Linked DNA regions of Mus musculus: region 1 is linked to region 2. The links are chromatin contacts, called in public Hi-C maps. All regions are on one chromosome and are shown on one strand. The core of a region is the stretch at or near the end of the contact, and the rest is flanking DNA. Distances in the headings are between cores, read along the strand shown.

Region 1 (4,142 bases), core at 32-2,531, 430 kb after region 2:
TGATTATGGGCAACCAACGTGGTGGAAGCTAGGGTGAAAACAGGATACACAACAAGTTATATTACATTATATTACATATATATTGTATATATATTATATAAATATATATTACATGAATATATGGTACATGAATATACATATATATACACAAGAGTGTATGCGCATGTATGGGGATACACACACACATATATAATATCCAGTACACCCAATTTAATATTAGCTTTATCTAGAATACCTAGTTATGAGTTCATGGGGTGAGCTCATGATAGGTACATCTGGACAGATGTGGAGAGGTGGGGCCAGAGAACAGAGAGGCAAGGAGCTACAACAAGTTACCCGTAGCGCGGCCAGAGAAAGGGAGCCGCCACAAACTCTGAGTCCCTTGGTGTAGGGCTTAGATACATCACAGGAACCCTCAATGTCAGATTATATCACCACCCTTGTGTGGGCCTCTAATTTATATTTTAACTTCTGGTTGTTTTTGTTTTGTTCTTTGTTTTGGGTTGGTTTTTTTTTTCCCTGAAATTAAAATATGCTAGTTAGCAAAAACTGAGTTTTCTGGGTCTCGTCAGCAGATGTGTCTCATTCTGAATTAACAAGCATCTGGGTTTACATAGCATCTCCTCAGGGCCTAGTTAGCGTCAGGGCATGCCTGTGGCTGTGTGCTCTGCCTCGGGATTCTCCACCAGTAAGAATTACCACCAAGAGCTGAGACAAAGCTCAGTTGGTAGACGGTGTGCCTAGCACACCCATGGCCACGGACTCCATCTGGAGCACTGTGGTAACCTGATGTGGTAGCAAATGCCTGTTTCTGGTACCTGGGAGGTGGGAGGCAAGAGGGTAGGGGCTCAAGGTCACCTTCAACTACATAGATCAAGACCAGGGAAGAAGACTCTAGCTAAAAAGGAAACACAAAACAGTGCCTCGAGAGATGTTAGGCTTTGAGACCATTTCTGTGGCTTGGGGTGTTTCCCTAAAAAGAATCCTGCCTTACAAGGCCCCTGTTAGACTTCTTATAGCTGCCCTCTCAGCTGAACTTGTGGCTCTGACGCTACAGAATCAAAAAGTCCCCCTTCTGATTTTCACACAGAAGCTTGTTAAGATTCGGGAGCTGCAGGTGGGGCAGAGCACCAGGCCCGAGGACAGGAGTCAGTGAAAATATGGACGTAAAGAGCAAAGCCCACGCTGTATTCTGATTTGTGTTCAAACCTAGGTGGGTGCCTGAACAAATTATTTCACCAAAGTCATATCTGCAGCTTTACAAAGCCAGAGGCATCTACTGTCTTAGAGATTAGACTGCCCTCTTGTGGGAAATAGGAGGAAAAACTTCCTGGGTATTCCCCCTTACTTTTCTCCAAGAACAATTTGGGAAAAGCCTGCCTGTCTTCTCAGGGTATCACCTGGCCATTACCTCTTACAAAGACAGGCACACAACCGCCATGTCATTTTGGTTTTTCAAGAGAATCCAGAAACTCAAGACTTTAACCCAGAAGGTGTTGCATGATATTAAACACCATTCTAATGATTTGAAAAAAAATATTTGGGCCCTGCTCAGTTGCCATATTCGAGTGGTTTGGTGTCGCTGAGTAGTTAATTTAGAGAGTATTGTCAGCAGCCAGAACATCAGTGTAGCCAGCACAGTCCAGTGAGTCTGGGAGACAGGACACATGGGGGTAAATTCTAAGTCTACCCCAAGTCAATGAAGAACTGTCATAGGCAAAGATCTAGAAGGTGCACGCCTTTAATCCCAGCACTTGGGAGGCAGAGGCAGGCGGATCTCCACGAGTCTGAAGTAAAGCTGGTCTACATATCTAGTTCCAGGCCAGCCAAGGGTACATAGCAAGACTCTGTTCTCATAGGATGGGGGTAGGGTAGGGGCTATTTAAATTACCCAAGTCATATGATCTTAATGGTTTGTTTGTTGTTTGTTTTTTTAATGATACTGTAATAGCACCATGAGCAATCCCAGCTAGGAAGGAGGTGGAAATGGAACTGAAAGGCGGGGATTTAGATGGCTCAGTCAGTAAAGTATTTCCTCAGAACCTGTGTAAAAGAGCTGAGTGCAGCGGCCTGTGCATGCTGCCCCAGTACTGGGGAGGCAGACATGGGAGATTCCTAGGGCTGACTAGTCCATCAGCCTAGTCAAATTGGTGAACTCTAGGTCTCAAGAAATAAGGAAACACTCCTCCATTGCTGGTGGGATTGCAAGCTGGTACAACCACTCTGGAAATCAATCTGGAGGTTCCTCAGAAAATTGGAAATAGATCTACCTGAAGACCCAGCTATACCACCCCTGGGCATATACTGAAAAGATGCGCCACCATGACACAAGGACACATGCTCCATTATATTCATAGGGGTCTTATTTGTGATAGCCATAAGCTGGAAACAATCAAGATGTCCCATGACAGAAGAATGAACACAGAAAATGTGGTTCATTTACACAATGGAATACTACTCAGCTATTAAGAACGAGAACATTAGCCAGGCATGGTGGTGCACACCTTTAATCCCAGCAACTTGGGAGGCAGAGGCAGGCAGATCTCTGAGTTCGAGGCCAGCCTGGTCTACAAAGTGAGCTCCAGGACAGCCAGGGCTATACAGAGAAACCCTGTCTCAAAAAAAACAAAAAATAAAATAAAATAAAATAATAAAAGAATAAAAGAACGAGAGCATCATGAGTTTTGCAGGCAAATAGATGGAACCAGAAAATATCATCCTGGGTGAGGTAACTCAGACACAAAAGAACATATATGGTATTTTCTCACTGATAAGTGAATATTTGCCATATTTGTTCTATAACCCACAGAACAAAGCAAGCTAAATAGCAAGGTGGGCACAGGAATCTCACTCAGAAGGGGAAATAGAACAGCCATTGGGGGTAGATGGAGAGCGAGAACTGGGTGAGAGAGAGGATGGAGAGGGCATGCTATGGTGTGCTTACAGACAGGAGCCTAGCATGGCTGCCCTCTGAGAGGCCCAACAAGCAGCTGGCTGAGGCAGAAGCAGATACTTACACCCAACTAATGGACTGAAGTCAAGAACCCCTGTGGTTGAATTAGGGAAAGGCAAGAAGAAGTCGAGGAGGAGGGTAACCGCATAGGAAACCCAGCAGTCTCAACTCTGGATCCCCAAACTCTCTCACACACTGAGCCACCAACCAGGCAACATATACTAGCTGTCTAAGGCCCCCAACACATATACAGCAGAGGACTGCCTGGTCTGGCCTCAGTGAGAGAAGATGCACATAACCCTTGTCAACGGCCTGGCTGGGTGAGGGCTCGGGGAGGGGACATCCTCCTGAATACCAGGGAGGAGGGAATGGGTTGAGGAACCGTCAGAGGGCAGAACAGGAGGGGAAGAAAGACTGGACTGTAATATATATATGTGTGTGTGTGTATATATATATATATATACATATATATATATGATAATTTTTAAAAAGATATAAAGCAAGCTCTAGAAAAATGAAAAATCATACTGTATATAGGTAGCTTTAAAAAAACAATCAAAAGAAAGAAAGAAAGAAAGAAAAAAAGAAAGAAAGAAAGAAAAAAAGAAAGAAAGAAAGAAAGAAAGAAAGAAAGAAAGAAAGAAAGAAAGAAAGAAAGAAAGAAAGAGCAGTTGAGAAGGGTACCCATCATCCCCCCAGCCTCCTCGTGCACATACAACACACACACACACACACACACACACACACACACACACACGTTAACCCTCACAAACGCACAAGTGCACACACTCAGGTGAGCACCCGTGAGTGCCTCTGCACTGCTGTGTTGAGAGGTGGAGACATGAACACTTAAGGGACACAGCTTTGTCACAGGAATTTCAGAAGCTGAGGCTCCTTGCACTGTAAGACTACCCACCCTTGAGGCCCCACGGGAAAAACGCAGCGTGGGGTGCTGAGCGGGTGCTCTTTGCTTCCACAGCGGGTGAGGAAGTCTGTCGTGGAGATCACAGAATGGTCCTGTGAGGTCCTAGAAGCACTAAAACCACCCTGAGGGGATTGAGCAATGCAACTGGTAGTTTGAGAGGCCAAACTTCCTCCCCAAGGAGTGAGCAAGTCAAGAGCTCAAAACAGAGAAGACACTTCTCGCTGATGGGGCCGGAGAGTAATGAATGCTAGCTAGCTCTAAGCA
Region 2 (4,369 bases), core at 1,833-4,332:
AGTTGTAGTTCAATGAGCCAGAGTGTTTCAGCTCACTCTTGACAATGACAGGAAAGTAGAGGACTAGGAGATTTTGCAACTAGAATAGTTTAGGTGAGCATCCATGGTTGCTTGGACCAGCATCGCACTGTGAGGAGGTTTGGAATATATTTTAGAGATGGATTTTCTGTCAGTTGTTTTGCCTCATCCTCCATTTAACACAATTCTCTTCTGTGGTCTCCAGCACTGTTGCTCTGGAATATGTTATGGGCAGCATTTTTCTTTTTTCAGGAGACAAAGGTGTTGGCTCTGATGGCCAGAGAGAACACAGTGAACCTGGCAAGCTTATAACTTTCTTTGAGCTTCTGCTTCTACATCCAAAATAATGCGAAAGTTGAACCAAGTAACCCCATGCATGCTTCCAGCTTAAACTTTCGAGGTCTTGTAACGCATATGTAAGCTGTACTGGACTTGGATATGAATATAGATCAATAAAGATATCAGTGGTAGCACATACTCAATTATACTACAGAGGAAGCATTCATAGCTAGTAACAGAATCAAAGTAAAGAGAGTGGAGTAGAGTTCTTAACTTGCTGCATCTATTTTATCTAGTAGTTCTCATCTTTGAGGCTGTGAAAAGTCATGAAATGCACAGCATTGTTAATGGTGTGATTCCCACTTGATCCATATGTCTCATTTTTCTCAGGCACCTCTTGTGTGGAATAAAGTCACATAATACTTGCTACTTTATATCCAAGGCCAAATATAAAAACCTTCAGGAATGATAGCTATGATACAGGCCCTCCTCATTCATATTTTGAAACCAACTCTTGGCGTTCATAACAGTGGCATATCCCTGCAGTCTGGACAGAGTTAGTGAAATCATCTGTGGGAGTCCATCAGAGTCTGTGCATTGGGTCATTCCATCCGAGGTACTCCAAGGTGTGGAATGTGTTAATGTTCTCCTCATCCTGTTGCAGTCCTTTATGACCTTTGTCATCCTTGTTCAGAAAGATGGAAGTAAGATGTGGTGTTACTTGACAGGGTCACAGATTTGCTTGCATGCTCTCTCTCACTCCCCACCTTGTGTAACCATATATGTCACCAACATCTGTTGACTTTCCAGCTCGTATTCTGCACCGTAGATTCTAGGGGCTGCTGCTATCAGGATAAAGGCAGGACATCTGTCCTTGAGGAAATGAAAGTCTATTATGTCAAGAACAGCCACAGACACACAACCAAATAAAGTGTGGTATGCACTGTCCATGTGGAGGTGGGCACAGGAAGCTAAAAAGTCCCATCAGGACACCATCTGATTGTTTCACCCTATGTTCACGTGATACCCAGTGCTGGAGGAATCAGGAAACTCACAACTGCCTTAGGACATCTTCAACATGAAAAGAAACCACAGCACTTCCCGGCACCCATTGAACAATACACAAATCTCTCAAGCACTGTTCTCTCCTCTACAGCATCTTTACTTTTAATGGAGCATAGGCTTTCCTAATGAGAGTAAAGAGTGGCCAGTGCTAGATGGAGAGTAACAGTGACACAGCCTGCCTTAACTAGGGTTACTATTGCTGTGATGAAAGCAACTTGGAGAGGAGAGGGAGTATTAGTTTCAGACTTCCAATATCACTGTTCATCATCAAAGGAACTCAGAACAGGACTCAAACAGGGCAGGAACCCGGAGACACGATCTGATGCAGAGAACCATGAAGGGGTGCTGCTTACTAGCTCGCTTACCACTGCTTGCTCAGCCTGTTCTCTTATAGAACCAGGACCACAATCCCAGGAATAGTCCTGCTCACAATAGGCTGGGGCTACACATCAAACACTAATTAGGAAGATGTTCTATGGTGTGACTACAGCCCAACCTTATGGACCTCTCAGTTGGGTGCCCTCCTCTCAGATGATTCTAGCCTGTGTCACATTGACCTTAAACTATCCAGCATACTGCCTGATGTGACTCACGCTTAGAGAGGCTGTAAAGTCCCCAACACACAATTGCATCCATTGGTAAGAAAATAGGAGTGAAACAAAATCCTTTTTTTTTTTTTTTTTTTGGAGTTGTATGTATTGCTCTTTCAAACTGATACCAAGTGACTAGGACACCAATTCTTAACGGGTTGCTTGGACATAGCTACTTCTAAGTGAAACTGGTGTGTCTTTCTTTTGCCCTATGGGTATCCTAAAAAAAATTACTAGGGCATCAGTAGTGCTGTGAACAAAATCTGCATACATGATGAATGAATGGCATCTCCAGTAAAATGTCACTTGAGTGGATCCTTGAAAGATGAGAGGGAATAGGTTTCAAGCTACAATAAGAGAATGATTTTGAGAAATGAGGATGGAATTCACTTAACAAATCCAACTGAGACCTACCATGCTGAGAGCATGCTACCTAGGTGCTAGAGATGCTAATGACAAAGAAAGATGTAGTCCAGACTCTCAAAAAGTTCAAAGTTAGCTGGTGAAAACAGAGAGTAAACATCTAAGCAAAGAAAGAAGACAGTTTTACATAATAGAGGCTGTGGAAAAAAAAAAAAGCAAAGCAGGGTGGTGTGGTGGAGAGGGACTGGGGAGCTTGCTGTGCATGGGTGGTCAGGAAGTTCTCTCTGAGGTGACATTGGAGACTAGTTAGTATGTGTGAAGGGCAAGGCATGAAGGGGCCTAGATTGCTTCAGACCCTCGTGTGTGGTTTTATGAGGTGCAGCACAGGGCCTATTGTGGGGAAAGAGGTGAGATATTTATCTGAGCTAGAATCTGGACTCAGCCAGCATGTTATTTATAGGGGCATTCCTAGCCGCTCACTCAGAGTGATGGGCTCTGTTGGGAAGAGGAGGCTGACTAGAAACTAGCTGCTCTAACCACCCACTCTGTGTTTCTTCTTCCCCCCAGGCTGCAAGCCAGCCCCTCTCAGGCAAAATATATAGAAGGCATGGAGGGATTTCTTAACCTCAAGTACAAAGTCTCTTAAGTGGGAAGGAAATTCTGAGGGAAAGAATGTTGGTTTCTTCCTAATAAATGTTCAAGATCCCCACCTACCAGAGGGTCTTCCAAGGTTACCCTCAGCATCCTGGCTGCTTCTCCCTGTGGCTGACTCACTCCCTCCAGCATGGACCAAAGAAATGTGCTTCTCACAAGACGCATCCTTTCTTCATGCCTTGTCTCAGGCAGTTTGAAAATTGGAAAATTCTGTTGTGCTGATATCACCTCTGAGATCAGTATAGGTTGGCCTGGACATATCTTCTTCTGGTAGGTTTACGGAGCAGTTCTCAGCCTATGGGTCATAACCCCTTTGGGGTCACCTATCAGATTTTACATTAAGATTCATAGCAAAAAATTATAGTTATGAAGTAGCAACAAAATAATTTTATGGTTGGGGGTTACAATAGCACAGGGAACTATACTAAAGGTCACAGCATTAGGAAGGATGGCAGCCACTAGTTTTGAAGATCAGTGTCTCCTTCCCTCTAGATTCTAGATGCATGCTGTACTTGGAGAGTATCTGAGAGAGCTTAGGTATATGGATCAGAGAAGTAGGGGGCAGGGACATAACGATCTCTTCTTCACTGTTGTATTCCAGGGACACTGAAGTCTGACAGACATATTGATTCTCTCAAAGAGTGGGTCTTTTCTGAATTGGAGCATTGCCACGACTATCTATATGCTTGAAACAAATGTATTAACCTTCTCTAATCTCCATTTACCACCTGTCAAAATACCTGGTTCATAAATATACAAAGAAGCACATGAATACAATGTTTGTGGTAGTTTAAAAGTAAAAACACATAGAAGAGAATCCGCCAGGAAAACTGATGCGCCAATGCCGGAATGCTAGAAATCATTTAAAATAATAAGAATATATACATAAAGCTATAAAGTTCTTCTAAGTTCTCCTAAGTTTGAAAAACTTAGTCTACAATATATATATATTTGTAGGTATTTATTTTATGTATATTATATATATATATATAATACAGTGTTCTTGCTTTAAGGTTTCCTAAGGTAGACTGAGGATCTGAGCATGGGTGTGTGATATAGCTACAGGTCTTGAAGGATATGCATCAAATGAATTGCAGAGATTACTTAATGTCAGACAGGAAGGGACTAAATAAGTGGAGTCACAGTTCTCATTCTTTATAGTGTTTCTACATGTTTAGAAAGAAAAATGTACATTTTCTATTGGTAGTATAATTTTAATAAAATATTAAAGATAAAGAGATTTGATAGAAGTATTTTAAGTTACTCAATTAGTTTTGTATTCGTGTTTGAAACATTAAAAACATCCCAAATCCTGGGTCATCTTCACGAACACTGAGGCAATACCTATAACGTGGTACTGGTCTCAACAATGTCTCTGCACCCTCTTCCCACCTGGGGTG

Evidence for each region. Hi-C and Micro-C count contacts between places; a contact is called where the count stands out from the background.
Region 1: a contact with region 2 is called in a Hi-C map of uterus, with 6 times the contacts expected there. The contact joins two enhancer-like sites. A contact is called at or near these places in 8 of 39 promoter capture datasets (the 3T3-L1 cell line, embryonic stem cells, frontonasal cranial neural crest and 3 more), 1 of 15 datasets of contacts at CTCF or cohesin (the NIH/3T3 cell line), 6 of 484 Hi-C or Micro-C datasets (embryonic stem cells, tail fibroblasts and uterus) and 3 of 115 datasets of contacts at active chromatin or transcription factors (differentiating embryonic stem cells, embryonic stem cells and fibro-adipogenic progenitors).

What each region holds. Positions count from the first base shown.
Region 1 is chr4:86,544,525-86,548,666 of GRCm38.p6, forward strand. The region is part of intron 1 of Saxo1 (stabilizer of axonemal microtubules 1); the gene reads right to left. Among named protein-coding and RNA genes, the nearest start is that of Saxo1, 12 kb to the right of the region's middle. Within about 2 kb of position 1,282, at least 14 of the 459 cell types and tissues checked have an H3K27ac peak or open chromatin away from gene starts, as enhancers often do. A contact at or near this core is called in uterus, where this site is marked.
Region 2 is chr4:86,116,624-86,120,992 of GRCm38.p6, forward strand. All of the region lies in intron 3 of Adamtsl1 (ADAMTS-like 1), which reads left to right. Among named protein-coding and RNA genes, the nearest start is that of Adamtsl1, 65 kb to the left of the region's middle. Within about 2 kb of position 3,083, at least 9 of the 459 cell types and tissues checked have an H3K27ac peak or open chromatin away from gene starts, as enhancers often do. A contact at or near this core is called in uterus, where this site is marked.